3 separate regions of the Sus scrofa genome follow, and all the other regions are linked to region 3. The links are chromatin contacts, called in public Hi-C and promoter capture Hi-C maps. All regions are on one chromosome and are shown on one strand. Each heading gives the region's core, a stretch centred on a gene start, on an enhancer-like site or on the middle of the called end of the contact. The rest is flanking DNA. Distances are from core to core; before and after follow the strand shown.

Region 1 (4,056 bases), core at 620-3,119, 97 kb before region 3:
CAAGCTCCTCTCACACCACAGGGTCCCCTGGAGGTGGCTCAGGTGTTTTTGGCTGAGATCCCCGAAGACCCCAAGCTCTTCAGGCATCACAACAAGCTGCGGCTCTGTTTCAAGGACTTTTGCAAGAAGTAGGCCTGACCCCCACACACACACTCATCAGAGTTCCTCTAACCCCCATTATGGCCTTCTGCCTACCTGACATCCCAGAACAGCCTATCCACCTGACCCCCATCATAGCCTCTTTGATTTCCATGAAGTCATAGCCACCTATCAGACCTCCCATCATAGCTCCCCTGCATGCCTGACCCTACCTCATGGACTCTGCACGTCCGTTCTTGCTTTCTGCTGAGTGTCAGCCCCTGACCATCTCCTATCATGTGGTCCTCAGGTGCGAGGATGCACTGCGGAAGAACAAAGCCCTGATTGGGCCAGACCAGAAGGAGTACCACCGTGAGCTAGAGCGCAACTACTCCCGCCTTCGGGAGGCTCTGCAGCCCCTGCTCACCCAGCGCCTTCCCCAGCTGCTGGCACCGACCACAGCCAGTAGCCTCAGGTGCCTGACCTGGGGCCTCCCTACCCTAGAGAAGGCAAGGCAGATAGGCAAAGCCAGGCAGAGCATGGGGGCGGTTACACATGTGCACATCAACACGGGTGCTCATGGCTTTGCACAAACATGTGAACACTCAGACATGTGCAGGCTCTGGGCAACTTTTTCTGATCCTAGCCAGGTCATTTCCCAGGCATGTGACTTCATGTTTCTAAGACTCAGTTTCCACATCTATCAAAAGGGGCATGATTCATATCTCCAGTGATGGAGTCTAAGAATCTCTGATTCTGTAGCCAGATTAGAACCATTGTGAAAGGAACCAGGAAGACCCTAGAAGGATCTTTGGAGGAAGAGGCTGGGGAGCATCATGCAGTTGGGGGCCCTGTGGCCATGTTGATCCATCTCATTCCTCCCCTAGGAACTCCTTGAACAGAGCCAGTTTCCGGAAGGCTGATGTCTGAACCCACAGGGCCTGAAGCCACACGCCAGAGGAACCAGCAGCCTGGCCTCAGTTGTCTGTGCCTTCCTGAGAGTCTCCCCCCACTGCCCACTTAGCCCTGGGTGACCACACTGCACATGGGGCTGGGCCCTCTGTTCCTCTGTCCTCATCTGTGTGCACTGATGCTCCTTACCTTTTCTAATTTAAAATGGTTTTTATAAACAGCCTGTGTGGTATGGTCCCTGGGGTCTGGGTCCTGGGTACACTTTACCTGCACACCCTGGCTATTGATGCACAGACACTGAGAACCACTTGGGTGCCAGGGACACATCAGTGACAATAGATGCAATTCCTGCCCTTTTAGAGCCGACATTCTAGCAAGGAAGGCAAAACACAAATGACAGTGTCACATGGGTGCATGGGAAATAATGGTAACACTTACTAAACCCTTGCTGAATGCCCAGTCCTGCATAATTGGTGCCCAGAAAGACACTCCCCTGTTTATGAGCCTTTCTGCCTGAGGGACCTCCCTAGGTCCCTGCCTCATGGTTGGTGAATCTGATCAACTCCATGGTCTTAACCCTGCTTTACAGATGGGGAAACTGAGGCAGCAAGCAGTTGAAAGCTTGGTAGGGTTAGGAACTGAGCCTAGGCATTAGCTTTGGCCTGTGCAGCTTCGCCTTGACCAGGGCCCCCCCTGCCTGCCCCGTGGTGGTCACGCCACCGTGTACCAGGCCCGCGCTGGGCGGCTTCCAGCCCTGGGCTGGCTGGGGGAGGGGTGACCTCCTATAGCCGCCGCCGTCACCACCCGCCCTCAAGGCCCTCCAGGAGCTGGGCCCTGGCCAGCTCCGCCCCGCCAGCTCCGCCCCCTCCAGCCCCCCCCCCCCGCAGCGGCCCAGCTGCAGCAGACCGAGGAGGACACGGTTGCGGGAGGACCCTGCCCTGGGGAGTGGAGGAGGGGTTGGAGTTCGGACACCCCCACGTGCGCGCACACACACACACCTGCCCTCCAGGTGCATTTGTGTCCCCACCCCCACTTCCCCTACACCGCGGCCGGGCTGCCTGGGACTGGAGGGAGCGGGGGTGGTCTGGAGGGGGCGGGGCGGGGCGGGGCGGAGCTACTGCCGAGGGCCGGGCGACCGGGCGGCGGCGCGGAGGACGCACGGGCGGCGGGACGCTGGGACGGCGGCGGCCGGATTGCGCGAGGCGAGTAGCACCCGGGCTGGGTCAGGGTTCGAGTCCGGTTCGGGGTTCGAGCGTGGTCCCCACTCCACCCCACCCCATCCCGCCTTCAACCCCCGGGCTCGACCTCGCAGGTCTCTACAGCCGCTGCCTCCAACTCCGTTATCTATGCCCAAACTTTCCGCACTTCCAGCGTCTCGGTCCCCGCGCCGCTGTCCCGTCCCCATCTTTGACCCTGTCCCAGCTTCTCTCCCCCGGCCCCATCCTCCGTCTGTATCTCCCTGTCCCTTCGCCCCATCATTGCCTTCCCCCTTACCCTCCCCCTTGTCTCCGTCCTCCTTTCCACCTCTGTCCCTCCCCACCAACCTCCACTCTCTATCCTCCCTCGCCCTCCTCCGCAGCCGGGCCAGAGCCAGGCCCCAGGCGGCGGGAAGGCGTCCGGGCGTCCGGCCGGGCTGGGCCTCGGCCTGCGGCTGGGCCGGCGTGGGGAGCGGCAGCTGTTTGCCATTAACTGGGGACCCCGCAGACCCCGCCCTCTCCCTCCACGGGGCGGGGTCCTCCTCACCCCCGTCTTTGGGGCGGGGAGAGGAATGGGAGACCCCAGGGACGTACAGGCTGGTCTGGGAGAGGGGCTTTAGGGAGACCCCGCCGGACTTCTGGCCTGCCTCGGACCCCGCCTGCGCCCTTTCCCTGAGCTTCCCACCTGTCCTCTCTTGGAGTGTCCTGTCTCTCTTCCTATCCTGTGTCCTCCCCATTCTCCAGGGGTCCCATAGAAAGAGAGGACCCTCAGCCACAGACACCCACCACCACTACACTGACCCCCACCATCTGCTGTCTCCACCTTGAGTCGCCTTCCCACGTGGAGGACCCTCAGAGGGCTGGAGAAGCTCAGACCCCAGTCTCTCTCAGAGAAATGGGCAGAGGGATGTGGCGAGGAGGGTGAAGTTGCCTTCGCTGCCAATGGGGAATCTACCAGCCACTTCCCCCTTTGGTGACCCTGGGCAAGTCACTGTACCTCATAGATACCTCATCTGTAAAATAGGGTGATAACTACTCACCTCATTTATCCTGATCAAATGAGTTGTTTGGATGGTGATTATACTTACTACTGTTATTTGCTGTACCCCTCTCCACCTCCAGGGGTCCTCACAGGGGACAGTTCCTGCTCCCTGCTTCCAGTCTCTTTTGGGTCCCCAGAAAATATCTTTGATCACCTTTCCGTTGTGCGTGGGGTGACCAACAGTCAGGTAGAAAACCAAATTTCCTACAATCAGGTGACTGTGTGTTCCAGGCATTGAAAGACGGAGAGGTGAGGACAGAGACGTGGAGAAACAGGGAGAGAGAAGTGGAGAGAGACAGAGAGACAGAGACGTGGAAAGGCACAGAGACTCGGGGAAAGACACAGAGAGACGTGGAGAGAGACAAAGCAAGACACTGAACAAGGACGTAAGACAGGACAAGCTCAGTTGCCCCTGGAGCCCTGGCCCCGCCTTCATGCCTGGCAGTTGCCCCACCTGGCCCATCCTCGCAGGTACCCACTGCCTTGGCACCCATAGGCTGGAAAGGGTCCTCTCTGATGGTGGGTTGGGCCAGGACCTCTGTAGCCGGGTGGGCATAAGTCAGACCAAAGAAGGGTTTGGCCAAATTCAGAGTGTTGGGGACAAAAGTGGCCTGGCTGGCCTCCAGGGCTGGAGTGAGGAGGATGGGGGGGAGCAGGTTAGTAAGAGGCCCTGATTGTCCTTCCCAATTGCAGCCTCCGGGTGCCCCCTCTTACTTCCTCCCCCTAGCCCCATGACTTCCCGGGCCTCCACCCCAGCCTTCTATCCCGACTGTGCCCCCAAGCCGGACGCGTCCTAGAGGGGAGGGCAGGAAGTTCTCGTGTAGCCCG
Region 2 (3,677 bases), core at 137-2,636, 120 kb before region 3:
GTGGACTCTTACCCACCCCACAACACCCCAACTACAGTGCCTACCTGCATCTCCAATAGGCTTACACGTAGCTCCTGGGCTGCATCCTGGCCCTGGCTGACCTTCTGCCCAAGGAGCCCCAGTGCTTGGCCATAGAGGCGCAGGCTGTGCCCAGCCTCTGTCAGCTGTGACTCCGTGGCCCTGTATACACCATTGAGAGCCTGGCTCAGCTGCAGGGCCCCATGGAAGAGCAGAGTCAGCTCCTCATGCTGTGCCAGCTCTGAGCTGCTCACGGGGGTCACCGGGGCAGGCTGGGCCACCATTGTCAGGGTGCACAGCAGGCACAGCATGAGCGTGGACATGGCTGGGGGTCTGGGGTTGTGGCCACAGCACCACTGCTACTGCCTTTTATGTCTTAACACCCCCTTTAACCTCCGGTCAATCGTTAACCGGCCAGCCAGCTGCCCCATGTTGTGCAAGGCTCCGGCGATGGCGCGATAGTTGCATCAGGTGAATGTCCAGCCGGGCCATGCCAGGATCATGCTGGCTGAGGCTCTGGGCCAGGCTTGGTCTGGGGGCACTGGGAGAGGACAGGCCCAGGCCCTGCTGGTGGCCCAAAGCCTCCAGGCCTCAGTTTCCCTTTCTGTGGATAGGCATGGCAACAATAGCAATGATAACAGTGAGGCTTTCCAGCTGCCATTACAGTAGCTGGTCTCATAACCTTCCTATGAGTCTGCGATGCTGAGGTCTTTGTTGGTCAGGTCAAGAGCTAGGGGAGCAGGTGCAGGTGGCAGGGACTCTCCCAAGGCCACCCAGCCTGGCTCCAGGACCTCTACATGCCCTGGATCAATGCTCACCACCATTTTTTTGCCCGGATGACTGTGGGCAAGTGTCTCTGTTTCCCTGCCTGTGTGATGGGGGTGATGTGATTCCTGCCTCCCAGGCTGCTTGTGAGAAATAAATGAATTGTTTTATGTTGAAAGCACAACAGACAGTAGGTGCTGCCTTAGTGTTTGGTGCAGTTACAGACATAACTGTTGTTTACCATCACGTGGTAAACAGTTTCATAGGGAAACTGAGGCCCAGGGGCAGGTTGGGGCCTGCAGAGAGTTATCCCTGCAGGAGGAAGGCAGAATTCTGACCCTCGCCTGTTTCCCCACCCGAGAGACAGGCTGTACAGCTCTTGTGGCCTCTCCTGGGGGAAGGGGGGTCAGGCTCCTGAGCTGGGTGATGGGCAGGTCAGCGTGGGTAGGGCTCGCACCTGACACTGGCTGCCTGGGCCACCTTGGAGCCTGATCCTGAGCACCCTTCTGTCCCCCACTCTCTGCCACTTACATCTCCTGCCCCCTCCCCAGCTCTCGGTGTCCTAGCTCGTTCCAGCAGCGCCCCCCCCCGACCTTGTTCCAGTGGCCCAGCCCTTCTCTGTCCCTCTAACATGCCCCTTCCCCCTCAGGAACCTGCTGTACGTGTACCCGCACAGCCTCAACTTCAGCAGTCGCCAGGGCTCCGTGCGAAACCTCACCGTGCGAGTGCAGTACATGGCAGGCGAGGACCCCAGCCAGGCCCTGCCGGTCAGTGGCTGGCCCAGGGGTGGGGGGACAGGGTGTCCCAGCCAGCCCCTCACACCCCTGCTCTACCAGGTCATCTTTGGCAAATCCAGCTGCAGTGAATTCACCCGCGAGGCCTTCACCCCCGTGGTCTACCATAACAAGTATGTTGGGGGGTGGGGTCAGGAGGGGGTTGTGAATGGGGCACTGATGAGGACACGGTGAGGCAGGAACAGGGGCGGGGCAGGCAGACTTCATGAGTGCTTGTGGGGGACCCTGAGGCAGAGAGCAGGGACAGTAGGGCTTGGCAGCACTGGGGGAACGTGTGGCAGAGGAGGGTGGGACAGGCATGAGGTGGGGGTTAGGGGGAGCCTGGCCCCCAGCAGAACCCCCAGCTCTGCTCTGCCAGATCCCCTGAGTTCTACGAGGAGTTCAAGCTGCGGCTTCCGGCCTGCGTGACAGAGAACCACCACCTGCTCTTCACCTTCTACCACGTCAGCTGCCAGCCCCGGCCAGGCACGGCCCTGGAGACTCCTGTGGGCTTTACTGTGAGCCCCCCCTCCGCCCCTACCAGCCCAACCCCCCACACCCAGCGCTCCTGGCCCCTGTCCGGCCCCATACCTGACCCCAGCCTCTCTCTCCCCAGTGGATCCCGCTGCTGCAGCACGGCCGCCTGAGGACCGGTCCCTTCTGCCTCCCTGTGTCCGTGGACCAGCCTCCGCCCAGCTACTCCGTGCTCACACCGGACGTACGTGCCCTGGACCCCCTGCCAACAGCACCCTATCGCCTATTACCTTTCCCACAACCCCATTCATGTCCTGCTTTCCTTCTCATCAACACCCCTGGGATCCTTGTTGTCCACTGTTAGGGCCTCTGGGGTCCCTGCCTACCTCAGCACGCCACCCCCTGCCCTGTTATTAATCCTGTGTGTCCTGCGCCCCCTTGTGTATGTCCCTCCCTGTCCTCAGCTACCACGTCTCATTAACATTCCCCCCCACACACACTCGCACCTCTGCATTCACCGTCCCCACTAAGATTCCACTGCCTTTCCCCTGCAGTCCCCCATTTGCAGCCCTGCCTGATGCTCTGATTACTGTCCCTCGTCCCTCCCTCCCCCACATGAATGCGCTGTCACCCTCCCACATACCCTTGAGCCTTTCACTAGCACCCCAGGGGCCTGGAGTCCTCCGTTTATGCTGTTTTTCATTCATTCCCTGCAGTAACCTTCACCCTCAGTTTGTTCTCCCGCGAGCATCCCAGGCTTCTGGCCTGCCCAGTGGACCCCCGTCGTGCTCCATCCCATCCGCCCCCATTTCTGGGCTGGGCCAGGCTGGGGGCAGGGTGTCCAGCTGCTCCCCAAGGCAGGGCCATGCTCTGGCCACTGTGTCGCAATGGCTGAGGCTGATGGACTAAGCGGCGGGGGAGGGCCGGCCAGTGCCCACCTGAAGTGTCCCTCCCGCAGGTGGCGCTGCCGGGCATGCGCTGGGTGGATGGCCACAAGGGCGTGTTCAGCGTGGAGCTCACAGCTGTGTCCTCTGTGCACCCTCAGGTAGTGGGGGGTGGGACCAGAACCCACGAGTCCGGCCCTGGGGTTGGGCAACAGTTTCCGCTGACCAGGGAGGCCTGGCTTCAGGCCACGGATGTGACTTCGGTCAGCTGGGTCAGACTCCTGCGGAAGCTGCTGACTCAGGGGTGGGCAGCCGTGTGCCAATGGCCCTCCCAGCTGGAGCTTTGGCCTTTGCATGGTCTCACCCCGACCCCGCATTTGTCCCTTGCTATTTTTGTGGTCACTCCCCGTCTCTTTCCTTTCTTGAGCTACTGTCTTATCCCTTTCCTCAGTTATTGTCCGTTCATTGTCCCCAGCCTTGATGATTCAGCCCACTCAGCACCCCTGACTTGATCCCCTAAGCCCTTCCTGGACTGGGGGCCCTGGCCCTTTCCCGATCACCCCTGGTCCCCCACCAGGACCCCCACCTGGATAAATTCTTCACCCTGGTGCATGTCTTGGAGGAGGGGGCCTTTCCATTCCGGCTCAAGGATGCCGTGCTGAGCGAGGGCACAGTGGAGCAGGAGCTGCGGGCCAGCCTGGCAGCCTTGCGCCTTGCCAGCCCCGAGCCCCTTGTCGCCTTCTCCCACCATGTGCTGGACAAG
Region 3 (3,798 bases), core at 1,214-3,713:
AGGGGCAGGATGTGGATGCACTAGTGTTAACACACTAGATGTGGAATGTGAAAGGCTGTCAAAGCAAGGCGCACACAAGGCACCTAAAATTGGGTCCTATCAGGAGAGGAACTCTTACACCTAAGAGCGGGAACATCCTGGACAAATGAGGTACATATTTTCCCTTAGAGGTTTGCAGTCTCAAAAAACATTCTCCCTAATCTTTTGCCGGTGTTGCTCTGGAAAAAAAATATGCCCAGCAATGACCATGAATCACCTAGGTGGGGCATGTTGTTAGAACAGACACAACTCTTAGTGGGACCACTCTGCTTTCTCCGTTTGGGTGTGTCTCTGGCATACTCCACACACAACTGTTAACTGATTTTGATCTGGCAAAGCAGGCAAGTTAAGATCTGCAACTACTTCCATTCCCCAAGGAAACAGACAAGACACTCCCACCCACTCCACCTCCACCCCCAGTCACTACTCAGGGCAAATGTGGAGTAGCCAGGGCTGCTACAAACAGACCTCATCCTACATCATCTTGTTAACACCAGAAATAAGGAGTAACTGTCAGCTATTAGGAGTCTGGGGAAGATGTCAGGACTCAAGAGCCTCCTTGAGAACAAAATATACCAGACTCTCAGGCCCCACAGGGAAAGAGGAAACTATGACAAGCAACACATCTTGCTCAAGACTTCACTGCCATTACTTTTTCTTAGGAAGAAGTGGATCAACGTGTGAAACACAGATTAATCAAGTGCGTCTTGACTAAACCATACTACCTCCGCTTCACACAACTGGGTGGCCGAATTATTATAATAATCCTCTGCCATGTGGCTACAACCTCCCTTCCTTTCCTCCCAGAGGAAACTGATGTGTCACGGGCACTGATTCCAAGAGTTCAAAGGTCTCGCCTCAAAGCCCCCCCTCCACCCTGTCAATAAAAAGACAGCTTCCTGCATCCTGTTAATCAGACCATCCCAAGCCTTTTCTACGCCCAGCTGGTTGTAAGTAGAAAAAAGACATTCTCTATAATCCAGAGCCAGGTCAAATGCCTCTAGCAGCCAATGGATAACTAAGGATCCTGCACCAAGCAGCCTCTTGCCCAAACCTAAATTTCAAACCCTCTAACACGAAAGGTCGTCTTGTAGGCAGCTCGGCTGAACCCATTTATCCTCTCTGAACAAACAAGGCAAGCTGAGGGGTCCATCCAGTCCCTGATACTCAGTCCCTGCCCCAGCACGGCTGGAGGTCTCCGCGAAAGTGCTCTTCGCGTCCGCTCAAGGAGTGGTATTAGTTCCTTAGGAACAGTTTCAGCCTGGAGAGGAACCGAAGCCTTGAGGGTGTCCCGGGCGAACCCAGCGAGGGCAGCCGCGAGGACAAAGTGCGGACAGAGGCCACGCCACCGATCGCAGAAGAAACCGAGGCATTCGCCGACGGGGCCCAGGCGCTCAGCAGGAGCCTCGTCCAGGCTCATGGAGCTTCTCCAGGGGCCCAAAACCTGCTCCCTCTTTTGTGACAGGAGCCTGGGATGAACCCCAGGAATCTCCTTCGACCTCACCCAGAACCAGGTGCCGCGGCGTGGTACCCCAGCCACGCCCCGCGCCGCGCGCGCTTCTCTGCCGCCATTGGCCAAGGGGAGTGGCTCGAGGCTCGCCTGTTCGAGTAGTGCCCAATAGCAGCCCGAGGGCGGGCCCGCGGGGCTGAAGGCGGGGCAGGAGGCGGTGGCCCGGGGCGGAAGCGTGGTTCCGGGACGATTCTGGGTGCCCTCGGCTCTGTTCTGGGAGCCAGCATCCCTTTCGGACAGCACAAAGCTAATTGGGCCGCCGTCGTAACCCCTGCAGGCGAAAAGGATGCAGAGGGAAGGATCCGGGGGAAGCGCTCGGCAGGGACCTCGAGGCTGAGCAATAGGGTTTTGGATCACCCTCACCCTAGAATAACTCTGAGAGGGAGAGCTCTCTCCCCACAGGGGTGGAGATCCGCGTACCGTGCTCTAAGATAAGGGGGACCTGCATCGAGTGGAAACTTGTGGGAAAGCCACACCATGTTTTCCCTGACTCCCCCAGAGCCTCCAGACCCCCTAAACTCTCGCGCCCCCCTTAGAGCCCCCTCCAACCACGTAAGAATGACTTCGTGCCATTTTCCCACAAGTCTGCCAAGGATACAGTGATTTTTAGTTCTCCACCCCCTAAAAAAAAAAATTACTAAGAGGCTCCCCGAGTTCGGGAGCTAACCTCCAAGCCGCGAGAGCTTCTGGAGCCAGACTTACCTGCAGCTGCCACCGCAGCAATGAGCAAGGCGACAGCCCATCGCAGGACCCAGCCCGTGGACTTCATGCTTCCAGCCTCCGCCTGCAGCTCCCTGGCCCGGGCTCCTGTTCACTGTGTGCGCTCTTGAAATCCGGGCTTCGCGCGGCCCGGACGCGACTGCACGCGGGGCCCCAGTCATTTGCAGCATTTCAATGTGAGGTTTCTCGTAGAGGGAGGAGTTTGCATGGGGTGATTTTCAAATATCTTCACCTCACTGCAAGAGGAGGAGTTTCGGGAGGAGGAGTTTCGAACGGCTGATGTGACATGGGATCCTTAACCCGTGAAGCCCTGACTCGGATTCCAGTCTTTTCCAAAGCCGCTCTGGGATGGGCTGCTAGATGTGTCGATTTTGGTGGCACAAGAACTAAGCCCCCGACCCCCAGCCCAAAATGGAAACGCGCGTCAGCTGAAGGGTATCCCTTAAATTTCTCTCAATTTTTAATTGTTACATCCTCTTTGGTGTCCAAAGTTAACATCCATCTGTCCTTCCAAATGGTTTTGGCCAATGACATCTCCCCTCTGACTAGAAATATTGGAAACTTACCCCCCACACACACCCCCTTCTCTACTTGGCCTTTTCCTTTCTAGGAATTGTTTATAGATTTTAACCATTTCGTCATATATAGTTTTAGAGAGTTCTTCCACATCGCCCCATAATCAATGAGAGTTAAATAAAATCATCTTGAAAGAACGCCCCAAAACTGATTTTGTTTTATGGGATCCAGCGCTCAGATGAATTTTGAGCAAAAACATCTCTAAAATCAACTGACCCACTACTTGGGGTCTGGATATAAATATTGATTTATCCTTTTAGGAGAAGGAGTTGAACAAACAGAGAAGCCACTTCCTCTCCTCTGAGCAAAATCAAAACAAAATAGAGCTTTCAGAGCTGAACCTGATTGCTTAGACCACAGAGGGCTGTTGGAAAACAGCTTTTAAGAATCAGGGAGTCTTCAGTGTTGCCGCAGCTACACAGCTGCCGCTTGGATTCAATCCCTGGCCCAGGAATTTCCCTATGCTGCAGGTATAGCCATAAAAATTTTTTTCAATAAAAATACATGAATGAATGCACAAAAAGCTATGGAGGAGAAATCTCTCAGAGTACTAAGGAGAGTTATCTTTGGGCAGTGACATTTTTTGTTTACCTCTATTTTTCTTGAGCTATCTATATTGTTCATGTATTCTCACCATGCTCAAAAATAAACCTTTTGAAACTAAGAAAAAAATAATTAAAATAATTAAAATCATAAAGATTTTCTTCACATTAAAAAAATAAATAAATCAGGGAGTCTCTTTTGGGATCCATGCACTTACCAGCGGCCCCTTGCCAAAAAAGCCTCCCACAAAGGGTCTGGCAGTTTTGGAGGTTTACTTCAGGAATGAGCAGAGATCTCTAAGGTTTTACAAACTGAGCTTAGCTGGGCAAACTAACCTTTCAGCAGGCTTACAGGGAAACCCAGCAGAGAAGTCAGAAAAGAAGTATAAGGGGCACAATTGAATCCTTGGG

What was found. Promoter capture Hi-C pulls out the DNA fragments that hold promoters and counts their contacts. A called contact is a pair of places that touch in the nucleus more often than the background predicts.
Region 1: a Hi-C map of liver shows a contact between it and region 3, with 2.4 times the contacts expected there. The contact joins the promoter of KANK2 here to the promoter of LDLR in region 3. A contact is called at or near these places in 2 of 47 Hi-C or Micro-C datasets (liver and skeletal muscle) and 1 of 2 datasets of contacts at active chromatin or transcription factors (skeletal muscle).
Region 2: a promoter capture Hi-C map of fetal liver shows a contact between it and region 3, with 2.1 times the contacts expected there. The contact joins the promoter of ANGPTL8 here to the promoter of LDLR in region 3. A contact is called at or near these places in 2 of 5 promoter capture datasets (fetal liver and liver), 2 of 47 Hi-C or Micro-C datasets (heart right ventricle and liver) and 1 of 2 datasets of contacts at active chromatin or transcription factors (skeletal muscle).

The regions. Positions count from the first base shown.
Region 1 is chr2:69,923,007-69,927,062 of Sscrofa11.1, reverse strand. It overlaps KANK2 (KN motif and ankyrin repeat domain-containing protein 2), which reads left to right and starts at 1,869. Exons shown (of 14, transcript XM_021083853.1): 1 at 1,869-1,999; 2 at 3,460-3,699. It overlaps DOCK6 (dedicator of cytokinesis protein 6), which reads left to right. Exons shown (of 49, transcript XM_021083867.1): 47 at 22-128; 48 at 389-553; 49 at 966-1,208. The coding sequence ends at 1,008.
Region 2 is chr2:69,949,265-69,952,941 of Sscrofa11.1, reverse strand. ANGPTL8 (angiopoietin-like protein 8) reads right to left here and starts at 1,386. Exons shown (of 4, transcript XM_021083871.1): 1 at 45-1,386. The coding sequence starts at 341. DOCK6 (dedicator of cytokinesis protein 6) reads left to right here. Exons shown (of 49, transcript XM_021083867.1): 15 at 1,433-1,550; 16 at 1,620-1,690; 17 at 1,936-2,074; 18 at 2,173-2,274; 19 at 2,989-3,075; 20 at 3,492-3,677.
Region 3 is chr2:69,827,048-69,830,845 of Sscrofa11.1, reverse strand. It overlaps LDLR (low density lipoprotein receptor), which reads right to left and starts at 2,463. Exons shown (of 18, transcript NM_001206354.2): 1 at 2,252-2,463. The coding sequence starts at 2,318.